2 separate regions of the Rattus norvegicus genome follow, and region 1 is linked to region 2. A link is a contact called in public Hi-C data. All regions are on one chromosome and are shown on one strand. The core of a region is the stretch at or near the end of the contact, and the rest is flanking DNA. Distances in the headings are between cores, read along the strand shown.

What was found. Hi-C and Micro-C count contacts between places; a contact is called where the count stands out from the background.
Region 1: a Hi-C map of hepatocytes shows a contact between it and region 2, with 2.0 times the contacts expected there. The contact joins the promoter of Msi2 here to the promoter of Ccdc182 in region 2. A contact is called at or near these places in 7 of 12 Hi-C or Micro-C datasets (the A7r5 cell line, the Rat2 cell line, Schwann cells and 4 more).

The regions. Positions count from the first base shown.
Region 1 is chr10:74,006,230-74,008,929 of GRCr8, forward strand. It overlaps Msi2 (musashi RNA-binding protein 2), which reads right to left and starts at 1,268. Exons shown (of 12, transcript XM_039087672.2): 1 at 1,001-1,268; 2 at 677-717; 3 at 263-344. The coding sequence starts at 1,062.
Region 2 is chr10:73,586,149-73,588,848 of GRCr8, forward strand. Ccdc182 (coiled-coil domain containing 182) reads left to right here and starts at 1,268. Exons shown (of 1, transcript NM_001277485.1): 1 at 1,268-2,080. The coding sequence starts at 1,301. The coding sequence ends at 1,759.

The sequences.
Region 1 (2,700 bases), core at 18-2,517, 420 kb after region 2:
GAACTGAATGTCATTTTAAACAAGAGAACAAGAAGCGACAGGAAAATTACTTCAAGCGGGAGAGATGGGCGTCTCTGAAACCAGAGTTCGGCCCTAATTAACAATAACCTTTGGGGTTATGGGAGGGGGGAGCGACGTTCCAGCCCAGCCACGCGCCTGAGCCCCATTCTAAATCCGCTTAGCTACTTCCGAAGACACCTCCAAAAATAAAACTAAAACTTTGTTCTAAAATAAAGGCAAAATCAAGAAGGGAATGCGTTACCTGGAGCGTTTCGTTGTGGGATCTCTCATGACCATACATTCTCTAATTTCTCCAAATTTGCTAAAATAGTCTCTAAGGCTATCTGTAGAGAGAGAAAGAGAGAGATGGGGGGGTGGGAGAAGGTGTGGAGGGGGGGGGAAAGCAATGCAATTTTCTGATCAAGGACAAAAAGCAAAAGTAGTTTTCTGTTGTTATTCTGTTTTGTTTTTGCAATATTTTTGCACACGCGGGGGAAATTCAGCAACAGAGGTCGCGTAGAGGGCTCGGAAAGGATTTGCTATTTAAAAAAATAACCTTGCACAGGAGAAGTGGGGAGCCAATGGCGGGGAGGGGGGGCTCTTACACTGGGATAACAAAGAGCAATAAAGAAGCCAAGAAGGGGGGGACCCAGGCGTCCCCCCCTCCCTCCCTTACCTGGTGAGGTCTGCCAGCTCAGTCCACCGATAAACATTTTACTAGAGGGAGAAAACATAACCGAAGTGAGCACCGATGTCAGATCGGCCATTTTGACGTGTAACTTACAAAAGCTAAAAGGAAAGCTGGGGGGGAGCGGGCGAGCGCGAGCCTGGAGGTGGGCTGGGGGAGAAGGTGGCGGCCCCACGCCACCCCAAGGTGCGCGAGTGCCCCAGGGGTGCGCGCGGGGGCGCGGGGGGCGCGCGGATGCCCCGCTCCGCACCGTCGCCCGCACAGCTCCGAGCGAGCCCGCGGCGGCGCGGTGGGCAGCGGCTGGAAACTTACCCGGGGTCGTGCTGGGAGTCGTTGGCGCTGCCCGAGGTGCCTGGGCTCCCATTTGCCTCCATAGCGGAGCCCCCCCGCCCCCCCACCCCCGACACACCGAGCCCCACAGCGAAGCGGAGCGCAGCGGCGGCCGGCTCCGAGCCCCAGATCTCCGTCCCTCCTCCCCCGCCTCCTCCCCCCGCCCGGCGGCTGCGAAGCTCCGCGAGCGCCGAGCCGGGCCAGCGGCGAGAGCCCGTCACACGTGGGCTCGGCTCAGCTCAGCCCCGCCGCCTCGCACACCCCCCGTCCCCGCCCCCCCGGCCCATCCCCACCTCTCCCCCTCCTCCTCCCCACCCCCATCTCCTCCTCCTCCTCCCCCTCCTCCCCGCGCACGTGGGGCGGAGTTCTAGAACGTCGTGTAACCAATGCGGTGACGTCACGCACCCCGTTCGGTCCCCCGCCTGTCCGCGCGCGCACACACTCGGCCCCCCGCGGCAGCGGGACCCACCAGGGGCGGCGCGCGAGCCCCGCGACTCGAGGGGGGCCCACGCCAGCCGGGCGAGGAGCCGGGAAGCGCACCCCGAGTCAGCTCAGATCACATGGGCTGGGTGTGGGGGAGGGGAAGGCGCGGGGAGCTCGGCCCGGGCGGTTCGCGGGGCCGGGAGGCGGCAGTGCCCCCGGACCCCCTTAGTTCGCACTACCCATTCAAGTTCGCGGGCCCCTGCGCCCGGTTCGGAGGTGGCACCCGCCACCCGCCCTGCCTCTATGCCCCGGTTTCCAGCCACAGCGCGGAAATTTAGGTCAAGGACGCCGGGAGCACACCCACACCCTGCGCTCCCAGGGCAGTCCTCGAGACCCTCGGGATCTGGGGGCTCGCGGATGGAAGAGACCCTCCTGCACAAACACCAGCCACAAGTTTTATTTTCCCTTCGCGCGTCAAGTTCTCTGGCTCCCGCTCCACACCGGCACGTCCTGCACGGCTCCCCGCCCTTCCTCGGCAGAGGTACGGAGCCGTGCCCGCGAAGGTTATTTCGGAACTTTGAGAAACTGACGCGATAGATAGAAGGGGGCGAGGAAGCACCCAGACAGGGTTTGAGCATTACTCAGAGCGCAATTTGAAAACATAATAAAGTGGGCTTTTAGGGGTCAAGGTCAAATGATTGGGGTTCAAAGCAAAGGTTCATGGAGAATGAGTAGCAGTTTGGGACCATCCCAAGGGTGGCTAGTCTAGGTGGTTATTTCAGAACCCCCCCCCCATATTCATCCGTTATCTAATTTATTTATTTATGTTTTAAGTTACTAGGGCTTCCTCTGTAGAGAGTAAAAGTACCAAGAGTGAAATGGCCCTCCCAAGACCTGTCTTTGAGATAACAAAGCACCTTACCCCCAGTTTTGGAACCACTAGATACCTCACAGATTCTGGTACACAATAGATACTTAGTAAAAGCTCCCTTCCGCCCCTGGAAGTGTAAACTTCAAAAGATTGGTGTCTGTAGCTTCCAGAGGAATCACACACTTCATATTCTAGGATGGCCAGATTCAGGCTGTATTCAATTTATGGAGTATTTAAAACAGTACGGATACAATTACCCTTATTGTTTTAAATTATTACAATAAACCAAATTAATATGGCATGAGGGGCAACATAAAGTTGTGGTTCATCAAATACCCGGATTAATGTTAGGCGTGCATTGATGCCCAATTAACACTTTCCCATTAAT
Region 2 (2,700 bases), core at 18-2,517:
CAAGAGAAACAGAAAAGGGGTCAAGCAGAGATTATTATGATAATGAACCCATTCTAGAAATGGTACCACCCATCTGATAGACTCTGCCTCAGAAAGGCCCTCACTTCTCAATACTGATAGGATGACAGAGTTTCAAAATGCCTTGGGAAAGGGACAGACATTTAAACCTTGGCACTAGATGCTACTGTGGCTGCTGTCTCAGGTAGAGTCATTGGTAGGATGGCAGTGTAGAAACCAGTTTGAGTGAAGAGGTAATTTATCTAGCTCTAGATGGATTGGCTTCCAGGCTGATTGTTGGGGAGATGTTTATGTTTGGAATCCTAGTAGGAGGTCTGGGCAAGAGACTGCAATATGCAAAGGCCATCTTGTTCTCCACCAAGCCGCTTGTGGCTACAAACATTTGCCTCTGTTAGAGTAACCAGGCAAACCCACAAGGTTTACCTGTATACACGCTCCTCTTACTTGCCACCCTCCAGGAATGTTGGGAAATAGTACTTAGGCTCATTCCCTAGTTCCAGAACCCAGCGAGCACTCAGGAAGCTTTAACTGAATAAATATGAATGGCTCATTTTTCTTTTTTCTTTTTTCTTTTTTTCGGAGCTGGGGACTGAACCCAGGGCCTTGTGCTTGCTAGGCAAGCGCTTTACCACTGAGCTAAATCCCCAACCCCGAATGGCTCATTTTTGTCCTACAGACAAGTCTGTGGACCACCCTTCAAGAGCAAACATGTTTATCACAACAAGTAGATCATCTATGCAATCTGACATCGTCTAGCCACTGCAGGAATATGGATTTGGGATCGATTACTCCTTTAGCATCTTACAGCTTAAGAAAACCAGCCGTTACTTCTTAGAATGCCTTTGTTCTATTGGTGAGGCTGAAAGAAGCCGACACCAGGCCATAAAATCATCCATGTGCCTTATTGGGTGGGAGCTGCTCACTCTTGGCAGCCAGTGAACCCGACCTGGCTTGCCTTGACTTGGCCAGTTTTCTCCACTCCCTCGGATTTGGCTTCCTCTTGGGGTTAAAGGGATGCTTGAACTCTAGTTCTTCCGACAGGGTGACGAATTATTGAGAAGCTTCATTTCAGGAGACTTGGGGAAGCGCACGTAAAACTGTAGGTTACCAACCCAAAACGCTACAATATGCAAAATAGTGAACTGGGGCTTTCCTTCTGATTGGCTGAAGGGTCTTGATGTCATAATGAGTCGGGGTCTATCCACTTCAAATGATAGTGCCTCTAGTCCCCCAAACATCTCTCGGACTCAGTTTCTTGGCTTCCTCTCTGCAGAAGGAGATAATGGAAGCCCTCTTTCAGGCAGGGTCCATTCTTATGAAGGTGAATACCTTACAGGGCAAGAAGATGGTAGAGAGTGGGCTCCAGTCTGGGGACCTTTCCCTGTCTCAATCATGGCCCTCCTATCTCCCTCTGCCGGCCGACTTGGAGATCCTGCAGCAGAAAGTGACCGCGGTGCAAGCGGAGCTGGAGGACTTCAAGAAGGAGGCGCTGAAGGCCATCCGATACTTGGAGGACGCCTTCTGCCAGATGAGTGGGGTTCTGGCACAGCAGGAGGAACAGGCAGCGCGAGTGAAGCAGCGGCTGAGGGAGGAGGAGGACCGCGGCATAGTTCGCAACAAGGTCCTCACCTTCCTCCTGCCCCGGGAGAAGCAGCTTCGTGAACACTGCCAGCGGCTGGAGAAGATGCTGGTCAGGAGCCACGACCCGCAGCGAGTCATCAAAAAGAGCCAGGCTGACTGAACGGCCCTCGTGTGCATCTGAGCTGGCGGGCAAGATTGTTTTTTAATGGAAGGACAAACGTTAAGTCCCCATTTATTCCCCTTTCCCCATTTTTATTGCTTTCCTGCTACCAAAATAACACCATGCAGAGAGGCAAAAAAGACCTCAATACGGTTTTCGGGTGAAGTTCCGTTTATCCAGCCTCGGCAAGGAAGGAGTCCCTAGACACTAAGTCAGACCTGTAACGGTCACCTCGAACTGTTCCCGGTTTGTAATGGTTCGGTTGCTTGGATGCAGTAGCATTTTTTCTTGTACATTCTTAAACCGGTTGTGTTGAACAGATTTACCTTTCTTTTAATGACTCCAGGCTTTCGTGCGTTATCACTTGACAATTACTGAGACCTGCTTACTGAGACCTGTCCATGTGTTTTCTACACTGAGACAGGCTGGAGGCTTAGTGAGAGGGTTTGCCCATATCCTAAAAATGGACTCAGTCGGCTGGATTTGTGTAATTCCTGACCGAGCCATCTCAGTCTTCTCACAAGGTTGGACTATTGTTTCTCTCTTCTCCTTACTGCTTTGGTTCAACTTTGCTTCCTCTCCATTTAGCCTGAAGATGGGCTGTTCCTGTTAGGTTTCTGATGATAGAACTCGCTGTATTCCAGGGCACAGGAGGTGACACCCATAAGTTCGCACAATAAAACAGTGAAACTGACACCTTCATTTGACTCAGTGAACAGTAGTTGTTAGGGTGTCTGGTCATTTATCAAACAGTGTATCCCTCCCTCTACCATCTGCCCCCACAGGCCCCTCCTGAGGGCAGGACAGCGCTGTTTCAAACGGTAAACTAACGGGCAAAGCCAGGGCATTCACCTCTGTGCGCTCTCTGTGTTAACGAATGGCTAGTGCTCCAAGCCCAGGCCCCTAGTGTGTAATCATTTACAGTCTTGCAGGCTCACAAG